Linked DNA regions of Sus scrofa: region 1 is linked to region 2. Evidence: chromatin contacts called from public promoter capture Hi-C data. All regions are on one chromosome and are shown on one strand. Each heading gives the region's core, a stretch centred on a gene start, on an enhancer-like site or on the middle of the called end of the contact. The rest is flanking DNA. Distances are from core to core; before and after follow the strand shown. Region 1 overlaps FNDC3B (fibronectin type III domain-containing protein 3B). Region 2 holds the start of FNDC3B (fibronectin type III domain-containing protein 3B).

Region 1 (4,207 bases), core at 1,224-3,723, 89 kb before region 2:
ACCTTTCATATACAAGTCTATCAGTCCGTCTGTCTCTCTCTTTCTCTGAATAGCACTCTCTTTCAATCTTTCTCTCTCTCCACCCCCTCTTTCACCCTTCTCTTCTTCCTTCCCTCCTTCTTTCTCTTTTTAGCCACAAAGCAGACATAACAGTTACACGTTCTCTTAAATACAGAATATAAAACATAATATCACTGTCCAAACCTCATCATTTTTTGTATACTCAGTAAGCATTTCCTGCTTTTCCAAAGTCAGCATTAAAACAAGTCATGCTGTATTCTGTGTCTTGTCAGGAGGGCAAAAAAAAGAACAAAGATTTTAACCTCTGATATATTTTTCCCCCAGAGATGTTAAAACCAAACTATGTTAATCAAATCATAAGAGCATACTTCAGACTACTATTGCTTCATCAGCTCTGTTTCAAATCTGTTAGTGCTATACAAACCAAGCAGCCTGAAATAAGCAAAAGAAATTTATTAAGACTTAATGAAAAATAAGTGACCATTCTTCCAAAGTCCACAGAAATAATAAAACGAGGTAGAATTAACCTAATTAAGCAAAAGGCTAAACACTGTATCCTGGGAAAGCTTTACCCAACAAAACAACTGAAACAGGTATAACACATCTTTCCTTAGAGGTATAAATCTAAATATAACTCTTTTTAACTCATTAATGATTAACCACAAGATCAACAGTACCTAAGACTTCTCCTGGAGGCAAATTCCTAATTTTTACCTCAAACGAAATACTACCAGCCATCTGAGTAAACAATTACTGCCACATATATGTGTCCATCACAAAAGCTTCTGCTGGGAAAGCAGTACTGAGGAACCAAAGATGAAATGTTAACATCTGCATCATTCTGCAAAGTTAAATCCCATACCCAGGCAATCAAGACATAAACTGTGCTAGGAGAGGAGATCCCATTTCACTTCCAGAGCTTTTCCCACTTGCCATGTTCTGTGAAGCTGTCTTAGCTGTTTCATGTATGAATGAACATTCTCATTTAGAGCCAGCATTTATGATTATCCAACAGATATCTTTGGGGGGAAAAATTATACAACCTAAAAGCTGCAGAAGAGTTTCATGTAAGGGCAGGACATACAAGACAAGGGAGCCCCCACTGGTACTTACTTACACACTGTGTCAAGGCACAAGAACATCCAGATTTTAGAGATGGGGAAACTCAGGCTTAAAGAGGATAAGTAACTTGTACAAAGTCACAAAATACAAAATGACTGAGCCAGCACTGGAATCCAGCTCTGTCTGACCAAACTACATGCTTTTCTCTTCTACCACACATCTTCCCCCCTCCACAATAGATGTGGGTTTCACAGAGTCAGTTCTCTATGGAGACACTTCAGTAAATGACTATAAGGAGAGAATACATTCAACTGGGTCAAAGGCATATCCCCAAAGACTGAGGACAAGTTCTCTTCTAAAAAATCTATGCTGACTTCCTAAGACAGAGCCCCTTTCTCCCAGGATGGCATTTAGGTAATAGGAGAATCCATCCCTTAACTAACAACAAGACAGTTGTTTTTGTATTGGGCAGCATTTATTCTCATAAAGTCCTTGTCGAGTCCTTGAATTCCCCTAGAAACCAGTAAGCTAATCACTTGCTTATCATAATCACTAGATGCCACTTCTCGTGGCCCAATAATAGGCATAGGAAAAATAAAAGACTCCAGAGAATACTGGGTCGTACGCCTCTATGCTATCAAAAGCCACCTGTCATTGACAAAAAAAGACAGGAATGGATTAATACGTAACTAAGGAAAAAGCAATTAGATGAACCAAAGAGACTATTTTTATGCACTGAAATCAACCAGTGCCTGCTGAAAATATACCCTTGACCTTGAGCCCTCTTCACAGCTGAAAATCTACATGTAATTTTACAGTCCACTCTCCACATCCTCCGATTCAACCAACTTCAGAAGGTATAGTACCATGGTACGTATTAGAAAAAAAAAAAAATCTGCATGTGCATGGACCCATGCAGTTCAAACCTGTGCTCTTCAAGGGTAAACTGTACATTCAAATGAGGTCAATAATTGTATTTCATGATATAAGTGTCTTTAGAAGAATTACCTCTGGGTGGCCAGGATATTCATGGTGGCTGTTTTCTAGCTCTCTGTACCTCCCCAGCTTCACCTACACCCTACTCACAGGACTGACCTTTCTACACACTTGCCCCAGGCCCCAGCAAGTGCCTGTTCTTATCAAAGGGACGGTGAGGAGCCAGCCTGACCTCAATTCCCCCTCCGATTGCCAATCTGCACCACCTGCCATGCACATGAAGATTGCAGCCCAGTCCTGCTTCAGACTTAAAAGATCCCCCTATCCATTAACCCACTGATGTCTGTCTCTGACTCTGGGCTATTTCTTCAGTCTTGAAGAGGCAAGCACAGGGCTTACAGACCTGCAGGGTGCAGCCCAACAACTACTACACTCAGTCTTCATTCAGAAAATGTTAATGAGTGTCTAGAATGGGCCAGGCATTCCTCCGGCTACAAAACAGAACCTTAGACAACACAAAGTTCTGCCTACCACATGCTGACAAAGGGAGCTTTGCAGGGGATAGGGGTGGCAAATCCTTTAAACAAAAATAAAACATCTACAGATAGTGGTAAGGGCTATAAAGAAAATATAATGGCAGCTTCTAAGATGTTATACATTTCTACTCCCTCTATTGTATTTTTCCCTGAATAAAGAGACTCTATTACAAAAGGACCTATTTGCTAAGAATAAAAATACAGCATTAACTTAAATGGAAAAAATGCAAAATGTAATAGAGATGGCCCAAACTGGGTTAAAAGCTTTTTTTTTTAAGAGAGCCACAAATGCTTATCTCTAAAGTTTCAACTACAGGACTTTCAAGATAAAAAAACCAACAACATAAAAAACCAAAATTTCATATAAATGTGGTTTCTCCATGGCTAAGAATAGCTGCTACCAAATATCCTTGTGCATTTGGAGTAGGATTATCTTTATTTAAATCAATATTTTTTCATTGTATTAAATACATTTTCCACAGAGCTGTTGAGGATCAAAAAGGTAATTTTTCCTCCTCTAGCTGAAAATGATGTTCACTGAGAACAAAGTCTGGTTTCTGCCATCACTGTTTCAGGGTCAATCTTTGTTAAAAATGTCCGCCACATGAGGTAAAACCCCTCTCTACCCCTCAATTCTGTCCATGCTCCCCATGTCCCCAAGCTGGGCTTTGGCCACACTAATGGGGAGTCAGCAACTCAGGCCACTTTTCAGCTAATAAGCCCTACCTGGAACGAGCTTTGCACACTGCATCTTGCATGTCTCCCTTCATTTAGATTCAGCTACCTCATGTCTGGTTTTGATTGACTGAGACAGAGCAACATGATCCATGCTGATGTGCTAATTAATGTCACACATTTCTGGCAAGCTGTGCACTGAACCTCAACATATAACTCAAGACCAGTGAAGAGACATATTGAACTGCCTATATTCCCAATACTCTACTATTTTTAACACCCATTTGAATGTTGGTCATGTCATTCACTTAATGCTATTCTTCCCTCTAAGACATAATCAAGAAATAACATGCCCATGAAGAACGTTATCATCCCTATAAGTAACAGGAAATCAGTTCCCAATATTTTGTCATTAAACATTCTAGAGTTAACTTTTCTATTACTATACTCTTAACTGATTAAAATTAAACTACTAGTGCCTTACATTTTGTTTCAACCAATATAAAACTAGAAATAAATACAAATACATAATATTTTACGATTTTAGAAGGGTTTTGTGGAAGAGACCTCTGACCCTCTCCACCGCTGCACAGTATATTATCATCACTTATGCAGGTCTCGCCTTTGCATTGACTATACTATACTTATTTAAATCTATACCTAATGCAATTTTTTTCCTTTTTATGGCTGCCCCTGCGGCACATGGAAGTTCCCAGGCTAGGGGCTGAGTCAGAGCCGCATCTGGGGCATATGTCACAGCCATAGCAAAACCAGATCCGAGCTGCATCTGCAACCTACACTGCAACTTGAGGCAACACTGGATCCTTAACCCACTGAGTAAGGGCAGGGATCCAACCTGCATCCTCATGGATACTACACCAGGGTCTTAACCCACTGAACCACAATGGGAACTCCATTAATGCATATATTGAAATTCTGATCATTCAATAAACATTTGCTGAGTAGTTACTACATGC
Region 2 (4,573 bases), core at 239-2,738:
GATAAACTGCCATTGCTTTCCCTCCGTCAGGAACAGCAGAGTAGGTGGTGAGGTTCGAAAAGCTCCAACCCCAACCGCGCACTCCTGGAAGCCTCCCGCCAACGGCGCCGCCAGGCAGCCCAGCCCCGTCTCCAGGGACACTGGGCCCGGGTGCTCCGGATCCCACCGGGCGCCCAGACCGGACCTTTGGGAAACTTCGCGGGCATAGCCGGAGGCCCCACTTTCGCCCAGAATGACAGGCCCTTCCCACGCCGGCAGGCCCCCGCCGCGCCGAGAGCACCAGACGGTCCGCGCACCCCTCCCGGCCGCCTCGGGGCGCGGATTCCTCCCGCCCGCCCCACCCCCGGCCCGGGCGCCCCTTGGGGTGACCCACTGACCGGAGCTACGCTGGCCCACACACCGGGTCGCCCGCTCCTTCCCGCCGTGCCCCACTCCCCCGCCCGAGCTTCCAGCCTCTAGGCTCGCCGAGTCCAGCCGCGGCCGCCGGTTACCGCCCCCAGCCCGGGGGGAGCCCGGGGGGCAGGACGGGGAGGGAGGACGTGGCGCGCACTGAGGTGGCCAGCGGCTAGGCGGGGAGTGTCCCGGGGAGGCCTGGCCTGGGCGGGGGGCCGGTGCGGGCTCGGGACCCTCCCTGTGTGCATCCAAGGGTCGGAGGTCCTGGCCCGCCCCGCCTGGCGCAGAGAGGCGGCCCCAACTTCTAGCCCCTCTTTGCACGCCCGCCCTCCTCCCTTTACCATATGGAAATCTACAGCCTCAGAAAGTGACACGTCGAAGATTCCTCGGCCTCTCCGCCCGCCCTCCCCCTCCTGGGCAGCGTTCCTGCCGCGGAGATTCCGGGAGGGGGAGCGGATTCCTCGGACAAAATCTGCTGGGAAGGCTGGGGAGGGCGAGGGGGGGAGGGAAAGCCCGGGAGCCACTGCCCAGATATTTTTTCCCCGATCAAGAAGAATCTACCCGTTTCTTTCCTTCCTCCAAGCCTTCACCAGCTGGGGGGACGAGCGGGGACCCGGAGCCCAGTAAGACGCGGCCCCAAAGGGGAGGCCGACCCCCTCCTGGGCCCCGTGTTCCCGGGGTGCCCAGAGGAGCGCGGGGCGCTCAGGCACTCTGGCGCCAAGTTTTCTCGGGAAGTCTGGCGCGCCCGGAGCGCTCCGGGACAGGCAAGCACTTTGGCGGACTCAGCGTCCGGCTGGGGCTTTCCAGCGCGCTGGGACCCCAGCGGCTGAGACGCGGGGTCCGGATCCCCTCCAGTCTCCTGCTCCTGCACGCCTTACCTTCCCTCGGGCTGAAACGCGGGGCTCCGGGCGCGCCACACACCGGGTCTACCACGCCTTCCCAGCCGCCAGCCCCGAGGATCCCTGCCGCCCCTTTGCTGCTCCCGCCGCCGCCGCCGCCACCGCTCTCCTCCGCCTCCGGCCGCAGCCGCCGCTCAAATAACTACCAGGAGGGTTAGATGGGGGATTCCGCCATGTCAATGATGTCGGGACCACATGGGGATTTGAGGCCCGCCCACTGCCGTAATCTGCCGAGTATAACCGCCGTTTTAAGTAAAGATTCGCAGGAACTATGGGATCCTCCTTCCCCACTAGGCCTGCATAACTATCCTAAAACTCTTTTTGGTTCAGCCAGAATAACGTAAAGGCTTAGGGAACGAGCAACTCCTGAAAGGCGAAGACTTCATGTTCTGCAAATGATTGCAACATCAATATAAATGCAGTGTCTGCTAAGTAATAATCAGAGTTGAGACTGACATTTTTTCATGTATTAACTTTTTTAAAAATCCCCACAACCTTGTGAGCTATTTTGTCACCTCCCTTCTCTGTTTCCCATAGAACTTTGTTCATATGGTTTATACAGCGTGAACAGATTATATCAAAGTTCAGTACCCAATATGCGCTCACAAGAGCAGAGACTCTTTATTCATATCTGTATTTCTGTATCAAACATAGAACAACGCGAAGGCCACAACAGCTTTCATTAAGTAATTGCTAAGTTTATATTAAGTCAAATGTCATGTCTCAGAAATTCCTGCCCTGGCTCAGTGGAAACTAATCTGGTTAGCATCTATGAGAAGGCAGGTTCCATCCCTGGCCTCGCTTAGTGGGTTAAGGATCTGGCAACGCGGTGAACATGATGTAAGTTGCCGACATGGCTCAGATCTGGCGTTGCCGTCGCAGAGGCGGGCAGCTACAGCTTCGATTCACCCCTAGCCTGGGAACCTCCATAGGCTGCAGGTGCGGCCCGAAGAAAGAAAAAAGAACAAAAAAAGTCATGTATCCTGTCGTACAGACTCAAAATGGTTATCAGACTGCATCCCATCCCACCTTTCAAATTATCCAGGGAAACAAGTAGAAGTTATCCCAGAGAGGCCACCTTCCTTTTTAGCTTCCCAGGTATTCGAAATAATCACATTTAGCCTCAATTGTTAGCCTACAAAGCAGAAGTAGGTAGTAACCAGGAGGCAACCTATTACTCTCATTGACCTAAAAAATATATAACAACCATTTATCAAATAAAGTTATTGTACAAAGTACTGCATTAAAGCCAGAAGAATATAAAAGAATACTGAGAAATAGCTCCTTTCCCTGTGGAATTTGCAATTCTTTTTTGGAGATGAGGGGGATAATGGCAAATCCAGACAAGTGGGGTCCTCCCTGGCTTATAAATCCTAACCAGCTTCTTTCCCCAAATATTCGCAAAGGGTGTCTTGAAGCCATCTTTCTAGAACATGGTTCCAATCCTAGGTCATAGTTCTGCATTGGAAGAGTTGTGGGGAAGCAGAGGTTCTCCAGCTCCTGCCTCAGTGTCTCACTTGTTCCTGAGCCCTGGCCTCCAATCCAGCTGAATTCATATATTTTAATCACCTCTGCCCCTCTGTCTGAAGCATACTTTTTCCTCTAGCCTCTCTGAAGATCATTTCCTCATCTTTGATCACTCCCTCCCTTCCTGTAGCCTCACAGCTCTTTTCCCCACAATCTCAAAATTCTTTTCAGTTCTCACATTGCTCTAAAGTTAGTATGTATCTCTTCCACTTGACTGGATCTCGTTCATTTTTGTATATCCAGCATCATCCTAGCATTGTGCTTTGAATATAGTGACCCCCTTATAAATGTTGTTGAATAAATTAATTCTAAAGTATGTAGAAGAACCTGAATTACTAGGTAAAAGGAAAAACTTCAGAGGGTAGAAGTTTGAATTCAAGTATAGAGATACATGCTTGGCCAAGGAGGTAAAAGTAGACAAGAGAAATTCAGAAGACAGAATTAGATCTCCCAATTTCTTCCACTAGGCCAAATTAGTTCTATGAAGAATCGATGATACAAAATGCCTTAAAATTTAAAATGTATGTTCGTAGGTATATAACCTCAGTATGTCATTTGTCTTCTTACCCTAATATCTAGCATCAGTTTTGACAGAGAATAGAAACACATTAAATGTTTCCAAAATGAGAGGAAGTATGGTGTAGTGGGAAAAGCAAGGAAATTATAATTACACAAAAGCCAGTAACATTGGGCGAGTTTTTTAAGTTCTCTGAGCCTGGGTCATTTACTTTTTAAGTGGTGATACTGACTTCCTGCTAGGTTGTTGTGAGAAGTAAAACACTCAAGCACCTGATACTCAATAAATAAATACTGGTTCCTCCTTGAATAAATGGATGAATGGATGAAGACGCCTTTCCTGGAGCAAAACTTTTGAAAAGGCTCCCAACTACATGTTGAGGGATTTAAATTTAGTGCAATGAGAAATCACTGTGAGGTTATAAAGGCATGAAGTGATTGAAGTAGGTTTCAAAGTTGATTATTCTGGCAGCAGGCTATAGAACAAGGTTCACGTCAGAGAGGCATGCCCTGAATCCATGTGGGAGATGATGAAGTCTTAGGCCAGAGAGGTGATTCCACAAACAGGAAAGAGGACCCCAAACTAAGGCAATGAGTATTACTGTCTGCTGTTGACAACTCACATCATCTGCCACCCTAGATCCTAAATTATAGAAACATAGTCTTAACTTTGCTCCAAAAGCAGCTTAGGACTTGCTTAAGTACAAAAATTAACATCCAAATGAGAGCAGAAGTTAAGGCCAATATCAAAATATACAGACTTGTAAAGTCTTCTATCAACTATGCAATGTAGGCTGAGTCTTATTTAAAAATTTAAATAAATAAAAGGTTCAAGGTCATACTTCCTGACCACAGATAACTTGTAACAAAAGAAATGAAATTTTAACATATTTGAAATTAGCATTTAAACAATCTCAGAGTTCCCATTGTGGCTCAGTGGTAACAAATTCCACTAGTCTCCATAAGGATATGAGTTTGATCCCTGGCCTCACTCAGTGGGTTAAGGATCTGGTGTTGCCATGAGCTGCAGTGTAGGTTGCAGACTCGGCCCATATCCCATGTGGCTGTGGCTGTGGCTGTGGCTGTGGCTGTGGCTGTGGTGGAGGCCGGCAGCTGTAGCTCCAATTCAACCTCTACCCTGGGAACTTCCTTATGCCATGGGTGCAGCCCTAGAAAGACCAAAAAAAATAAAAGAAGGAAAAGAAAAAAAAAAAAAAAGATCTCAAACCATTAAATCA

The links. Promoter capture Hi-C pulls out the DNA fragments that hold promoters and counts their contacts.
Region 1: a promoter capture Hi-C map of liver shows a contact between it and region 2, with 2.6 times the contacts expected there. The contact joins the enhancer-like site here to the promoter of FNDC3B in region 2. A contact is called at or near these places in 2 of 5 promoter capture datasets (liver and skeletal muscle), 8 of 47 Hi-C or Micro-C datasets (embryonic fibroblasts, fetal heart ventricle, heart right ventricle and 3 more) and 2 of 2 datasets of contacts at active chromatin or transcription factors (alveolar macrophages and skeletal muscle).

Annotation. Positions count from the first base shown.
Region 1 is chr13:110,674,512-110,678,718 of Sscrofa11.1, reverse strand. All of the region lies in intron 2 of FNDC3B (fibronectin type III domain-containing protein 3B), which reads right to left. Among named protein-coding and RNA genes, the nearest start is that of FNDC3B, 89 kb to the right of the region's middle. Within about 2 kb of position 2,473, at least 16 of the 83 cell types and tissues checked have an H3K27ac peak or open chromatin away from gene starts, as enhancers often do. A contact at or near this core is called in liver, where this site is marked.
Region 2 is chr13:110,584,379-110,588,951 of Sscrofa11.1, reverse strand. It overlaps FNDC3B (fibronectin type III domain-containing protein 3B), which reads right to left and starts at 1,488. Exons shown (of 26, transcript XM_021069801.1): 1 at 1,272-1,488.